2 separate regions of the Mus musculus genome follow, and region 1 is linked to region 2. A link is a contact called in public promoter capture Hi-C data. All regions are on one chromosome and are shown on one strand. Each heading gives the region's core, a stretch centred on a gene start, on an enhancer-like site or on the middle of the called end of the contact. The rest is flanking DNA. Distances are from core to core; before and after follow the strand shown. Region 1 overlaps Slc43a2 (solute carrier family 43, member 2). Region 2 holds the start of Rpa1 (replication protein A1).

The links. Promoter capture Hi-C pulls out the DNA fragments that hold promoters and counts their contacts.
Region 1: a contact with region 2 is called in a promoter capture Hi-C map of liver. The contact joins the enhancer-like site here to the promoter of Rpa1 in region 2. A contact is called at or near these places in 5 of 39 promoter capture datasets (the C10 cell line, the HPC-7 cell line, embryonic stem cells and 1 more), 4 of 484 Hi-C or Micro-C datasets (B cells, CD8 T cells, the HL-1 cell line and 1 more), 4 of 115 datasets of contacts at active chromatin or transcription factors (embryonic limb bud, embryonic stem cells, memory CD8 T cells and 1 more) and 3 of 9 other capture datasets (adipose tissue, liver and pancreatic islet).

What each region holds. Positions count from the first base shown.
Region 1 is chr11:75,562,898-75,566,187 of GRCm38.p6, forward strand. It overlaps Slc43a2 (solute carrier family 43, member 2), which reads left to right. Exons shown (of 14, transcript NM_001199283.1): 7 at 1-8; 8 at 94-296; 9 at 665-811. Among named protein-coding and RNA genes, the nearest start is that of Mir3971, 13 kb to the left of the region's middle. Within about 2 kb of position 1,429, at least 125 of the 459 cell types and tissues checked have an H3K27ac peak or open chromatin away from gene starts, as enhancers often do. A contact at or near this core is called in the HL-1 cell line, adipose tissue, liver and 3 more, where this site is marked.
Region 2 is chr11:75,347,000-75,350,187 of GRCm38.p6, forward strand. Rpa1 (replication protein A1) reads right to left here and starts at 1,384. Exons shown (of 17, transcript NM_026653.2): 1 at 1,227-1,384. The coding sequence starts at 1,259. It overlaps Smyd4 (SET and MYND domain containing 4), which reads left to right and starts at 1,434. Exons shown (of 11, transcript NM_001102611.1): 1 at 1,434-1,752; 2 at 2,670-2,815. The coding sequence starts at 2,682.

The DNA.
Region 1 (3,290 bases), core at 179-2,678, 220 kb after region 2:
GACTACTCGTAAGTTAGGCATGCTCTCTGCCCTACCCTCACACCAGCCAGGGACCGGGCAGCAACCTACAAACACCCTTCCTATGGCTGCTAGGGTGAAGATCAAGTTCAGCTGGCTAGGCTTTGACCACAAGATCACAGGGAAGCAGTTCTACAAGCAGGTGACCACAGTGGGGCGCCGTCTGAGCGTGGGCAGCTCTATGCGGACTGCCAAGGAGCAAGCCGCCCTGCAGGAGGGCCACAAGCTGTGTCTGTCCACTGTGGACCTGGAGGTGAAGTGCCAGCCTGATGCTGCAGGTACCCAAAACATGACTGTCCCTATCCAGGTTGGCCCAAGAGACCCGGGGGCAGGGGGAGGGTAGCTGCATTTACACTGCAGGTCTAGCCCACAGCCCCCTTGATTGGTAATCACTGACTGAGACTCTGGGTATCTTCTCACTGCATACCTATTCTGTCTTAAAGGGGGAGAGGGACCTGGTTACACTGAGTTCCGCAGAGCTTAGGGGGTCTGCTGATGAGCATCAAGACCACAGACCTCAGCGGGGCTCTTCACTGTCCCTCACCGCCAGCATAGTCCACACACTGAGCCTTCGTCCCTTCCCCAGGCCCTGGGTGCTGGATGGGCCATATTTCCTGAACCTGAGCTTTATGCCTTCTTCCCACAGCGGCCCCATCGTTTATGCACAGTGTGTTCAGCCCCCTCCTGGTGCTCAGCCTGGTCACCATGTGTGTCACACAGCTGCGACTTATCTTCTACATGGGGGCTATGAACAGCATCCTTGAGTTCCTGGTCAGGGGGGACCAGAAGACAGGTAAGTGTCCCCCACTACACACACACACACACACACACACACACACACACACACACACATACCTCTGGGCCTTCCTTGATGCATCCCTCCAGGGTAGGGCAGTGCTGCTACTCTCACCAGCCCAATAAAGCCCTCCGTCCCCTCCAGCTTATGTACTTTGTGACCTAGATCACATCAGTAGGGCTGTGAAGTTGCCGTGTCTGAGGCCCTGCTGGCTTGTCTTGTCACGGCCAGCTTGACTGTTCTTTCATGTCCCCATCAGGGTTTTCCCGGCTAAGGAGGGAGAGGACTGAAATAGCGCTGTGTTTCGGGTGTGGGGTGAATGCTTTCAGTGCCAGTGGGGAGGACTGCGGGCTGTCTGCTGAGAACACGACCCAGAGCCGAAGACAGCAGCCCAGCCCCACCCGTCACATCCCTGATCCAAAGGGACTAGCTTGGCACTTGGACAACCTGGGGGCTGAGGGAGGACCTTTGTCCCGACTGAGGACTACGGGTCAGTGGGGGCCTACTCTATGATCGATGTCCTGCCCTGGGAACCAGGGAAAACAGAGGCTTCCCAGGAACGAAGTACTCCAGTTGAGGCTTGTTCACTCTGGGAAACAGAACTGATAACCCACAGGAAAACAGTAGCAGGTCTTGAGCTGACGAGGGGCTTTGCTGCGCAGAGAAAGTCAGGACTTCCCCAGGCCTGGCTGAGTCAGCTTTAGTCATCCTGAGCAAGCAGGACAAACACACTCGGTGGCAAATCTTTGTTGGCAGTCTCACCGGCCTGCCACTTTCTTTTGTTGGCTAACTTGTTTTTACCCAGGGAAAGATAACGCAGTCCTTGCAAGGGGCCAAATACCAGTTATCCGCAGGGACAGGAAGGCTGGCTTTCACAGAGGGAAAAGCTCCTGGCAACTAATGGCTTCTCAGAGGGGAGAAGTGGAAAGAAGCCGAATGTAATGAGCAAAAAAAAAATCATGATGGGCCTTGGTAATGACCTCAGGGCCTTAGGAGGAGAAGACCTTAAGCTTTGTTTAATCTAATGATAGTTCCCTAACTTTTTTATTTGTTTGTTTTGGTTTTGGTTTTGGTTTTTTTCTTTTTTGAGACTGTTTCTCTGTGTAGCCCTGGCTGTCCTGGAACTCACTCTGTAGACCAGGCTGGCCTCGAACTCACAGAGATCTGCCTGCTTCTGCTTCTCGAGAGGTTGCAGGATCAAAGTTGTACACCACCACTGCCTGGCTATAATTTCCTAACTTTATACCCCTGGAACAATTTTTTTTTTTTTTTGGTAATATAGGGGGTCTTGATGGTAGAGTGCTTTCTTAGCGCTCATGGCACTTGCACCACATAAGTTGCACAGCGATGACTGCCTGTGATCCCAGCACTCAGAGGTGGAAGTGGAAAGGCAAGGTTCAGAGTCCTCTGAGGTTGCAGGGCACATTGGAGGCCTGCATGGGTTAGGGGCAGTAGATCTAGATGAGCCTTGCTCGCTGCTGTTTAGCCTCTCCAGGTACCTGCCTGCTTTAGTCTCCTGTAGCTATGACTACAAGTGTGAACCACCCTACCTAGTAGAACATTTTTTGTTTTTGTTTTGTTTTGTTTTGTTTTGTTTTTGAGATGTGGTAGACTAGGCTGGCATGGGACTTACTTGGTAGACAGGGTTGGCTTCAGACAGTAGGTGGTCCTCCTGTCTCAGCCCGGGACTGGAACTACGTCACACGCAGCTTAATCTTCTGGTATTTCACTGAAATAAAAAAACCTTTCGATGGGACCAACTCAGCAGGAAGAGATGCTTGCTGCTAGCGTGGAAGTAGCACACAGTGGTCAGGAGTTGGTTCTCTTCTTCCCCTGTGCATTCAATATCCAGCACTCAGGTGGCAGAGGCAGGTGAATCTCTGTGGGTTCAAGGCCAGCCTGGTCTACAGAGCGAATTTTATCTAGGGTAGCCATGGCTACACAGAGACACCCTGTCTTAAAAAAGACAAAACGGGGGGCGGAGGGGGATGGAAATCCTGATACACTCCCACAATCTCAGGGACTAGACAGAGTGAGGCAGGAAGATTATGATTTTGAGTCCAGTTTGGCTACACAGTAAAACCTTATCTAAAAAAACAAAACAAACAAAAAAAGTGTCAGCTTCAAGAAGTAGAGAGCTCAGGAGAAGAAGTCTGGAGTAGAGTAGACAAGCACTGTATTCCCCTAGTCTCCAGCATCCAGTACTCACAGGCCTGGCTCTGCTCAGAAGGGCTGCCCTGGGTCAGGGAGCTGAAGGAAGAAGCCTGGCTGTCTAGGGAGACTTGTGGTGTCAGATGACTGTGTGCCTGGCACAGATCCTCTGACCTTTCCTTCTCTCTGAGTGCAGTGACAGGGCAGCTCTCCCACGGGCCACATGGTAGAACTCCGCTTCTGCCAGGCCTGCTGCCTCCAGCATGCTACTTCATCATGGTGCCCAGACCAGGGCCACAGGCCTGACACACCAGCATGCCCATGG
Region 2 (3,188 bases), core at 134-2,633:
CAAAAGACTATTCCAGGGCTGGTGAGATGGCTCAGTGGGTAAGAGCACCCGACTGCTCTTCCGAAGGTCAGGAGTTCAAATCCCAGCAACCACATGGTGGCTCACAACCATCCGTAACAAGATCTGACTCCCTCTTCTGGAGTGTATGAAGACAGCTACAGTGTACTTACATATAATCAATAAATAAATCTTTAAAAAAAAAAAAGACTATTCCAGTGGGGATGGAAAAGTTAAGTGTGGAGTTAAAATATACTTCAACTGGTGATGGACTAGGTGTCCAGAGTCGGGCAAAAGGATGCTCTGTGGTAGAGGTGCCTGCTGTGTAAGCCCAGCTACCTGAGCTCAATCCACAGAATCCACAGCGGAGTGGGAAGAGAAACAACGTCCCAGAGTTGTCCTCTGGCATCCGACGCACATTCGCCATCCCCAAGATGTCATACATATGTGTACATACTACACACTGGCGCACGCGCACACACACTCTTTTTTAAAATTCAGACTTAGAGGGACATAAAGGATTTGCTCTGATATATGTTCAATTGAAAATGACTTTGAAGATAGAGGGCAGATCGAAGGAAGCTCAGCAGGAAAGAATTAATAACATGCAGGTGAAGGGCTATAAACTAGTCTGCAGAGGGCCTTGGCTCGACAAAAAAATCTATGGGGTTTGCCGGTAAAATAAGGAAAAAGTTGTCAACATGAAACACAGAACACTAGCAAGAGAGGAGTGTTAGCAGAAAGAAGCCAACAAGCTCAAACAATTAGGTCGGCTGAAAAATTTTAAAATGTCTTCTGATTTGGCTACTGGGAAGCCACTGGTGACTTCGGTCAGCGTTTTCTCTCTCGTGACCAGAGAGATGTCTAGTAGCAATAATGAGTTAGGAGGATGTAAAAGAAGTAAAACAGCCGAAAACAAGTCCAAAAAGTTTGGGGTGATGGAGAAAGGGAGGAAACAGAGGCCGCCGAAGATAGACAGCGGCATGTTTATTTGTCTTGTTTTCTTAGATGTAAACAAACTAAAAAAACTCGTGAGTTCTTCTGCCAGTACCGGGTTGCCTCCAGCATCCTCTGATGGTCTTAGAGACCCCGGGATGCTCCCCCGCGGCCGTATAATTTCCTCCCTGACGCTCTCCCGATCGACAGCGGCTCCCTCCCCGGGTCCTCTTTGCACCGCTCCAAGGCCGCGCTGCTAGGGCCATCGAGCCCGCTCAGGGTCGTCTCCTTACCTCGATGGCCCCCTCGCTCAGGTGTCCCACCATGGCTGCACCGCTAACTCCCGCGCTCGCGCTCTTGCACCGCCTGAGCTTCTCTGCCGGGGTCCCGCGGGCTGCTCAACGATTGGCTAGAGCAACTGTGCGTGCCGATCCGCCCCCAGCGTGAGCGCGGTGCGAGGGGCGGGCCTAGACGCCGATAGCCACCGCATTGGCTACCGCGCGGCAGGCAGAGCACGTGACTCTTCCGAGGCCGGGTTCGAGGCCTAGTGGCGGGATGGCGGGACGTGAGGGCGGGGCGCTGGGTCGCAGTGCGCCTGTGTCAGCGCGGTGCTACTGAGTTGTTCCCCCGCCAGCTGTCGGAACTTTGCCCGCCCAGTCCTTTGGCGGACAGACAGAATGGCAACCCAGGGAACAGTCGGAGCTCTCCCCTGGTAACTGCTGCTAAATATAGTCAAAGCAGTGACCTGGGTACTTCTTCACGCAGTGCGTGCCCGGCGCCGGTGCCAGGCCCAGAGCTTGGCACTGTGGGATAAACAAGGTAAATCAGACTCAGTCTCCGCCCTCTTGAGTTCCACCTGAGAGTTGTGGCCGCAAGGAACCCAGCCTCAAGGATGGTAGACGCGATATGGGCCACACATGTGGAGCTCCAGAGTGGGGGTCAAAAATCAATCAGGCTTTCGAGAGGCGATGCGGTTTGAACTGAGTTAAAGTGTGTGTAGAAATTTGTCAGGTGGATTCCAGTGAGGATAGTGATGTTCCTAAAAGCCCAAATGGCCTATGCAAAAGTATTGGAGAGCCTGGCGTGCTGGCTGGCTCTGATCTGTTTGTAATCCCAGCCTTTGGGATGTAGAAGCAGCAAAAGTTCAAGGTCACCCTTAACACCGTTGAGTTCGAGGTCAACCTGAACTAAATGAGACCCTGAAAAATCAAAATTTGGGACCCAGGCGTGGTGGCATTCGAGGTAAAAGCAGGCAGATCTCTGAGTTCGAAGCCAGCCAGGCTAACATAAGATCCGGTCTCAAAAAAAAAAAGTAATAAAAATAAAAAGGGAGAGAGGCTATATGAACTGAAAGAAAGACCTGGAGATCAAAACAGAAAACTGAGCCGTCTAAGAAATGAAAATATTTAACTTCATAGTTGCTGGAGTAAGAAGTCTGGAAAACTTTGGGCAACTAAGGTAAACAGGTCTAGAAAGACTGGAATAGTAGCCATCTACTGGTATTTTGATCTCTGTTTGTACAACCACAACCTACTATAGTTTCTCAAACAGTTCCAAAGAATATGTCTGGGTGAATTGGTACCACACCACAGATTAACTCTCCTTCAGCATATCAACAGCTATAGAAAACCCCAGAAGAAATGATTTTGGTTGCGTGTCACTTGGTAGGATGAAATCTCGATTTTCTAGAACTATGCATTAATAGAAAGCTGAATCTTCATGTTCTGACTTTACAGAGCTGCGGCAGCATGGATCTACCGGTGGATGAATGGAAGTCCTACCTACTTAAGAAGTGGGCTTCACTCCCGAAGTCTGTGCAGGACACAATTTCTACAGCAGAGACTTTGAGCGACATCTTCCTTCCTTCTTCTTCCCTTCTTCAGTAAGTGAATGGAAACTTCAGGGAAATTTTGGTCTGGAAAATGTTCTGCCTTGTCATTTGGTCTGAATATCTCTTTTTTATAGGAGAGAGTAGCTTTATATTTTTTATAGTATGGGGCATTTAGCAGTTACTGTTGGTTTTCACGTTTCTCCCTAGTCTGTGATTATAGAATGGGTAGGCATAACTGCTTTCCTCTTTTGGTATGTGTTATACTTAAGTAATTTAGTATCTTGCTGTCGTCCCAGTGCTGTCACTCAAAGGATATGGTGCAGGTTGTGTAGCTGCCCATAGAAGCTCATTCAGTACTAATAGTGAGAAAGAACCCTAGCAATTGTTTAGTTGAGACCCAGAAATTTTCAAATTCTATGGACTG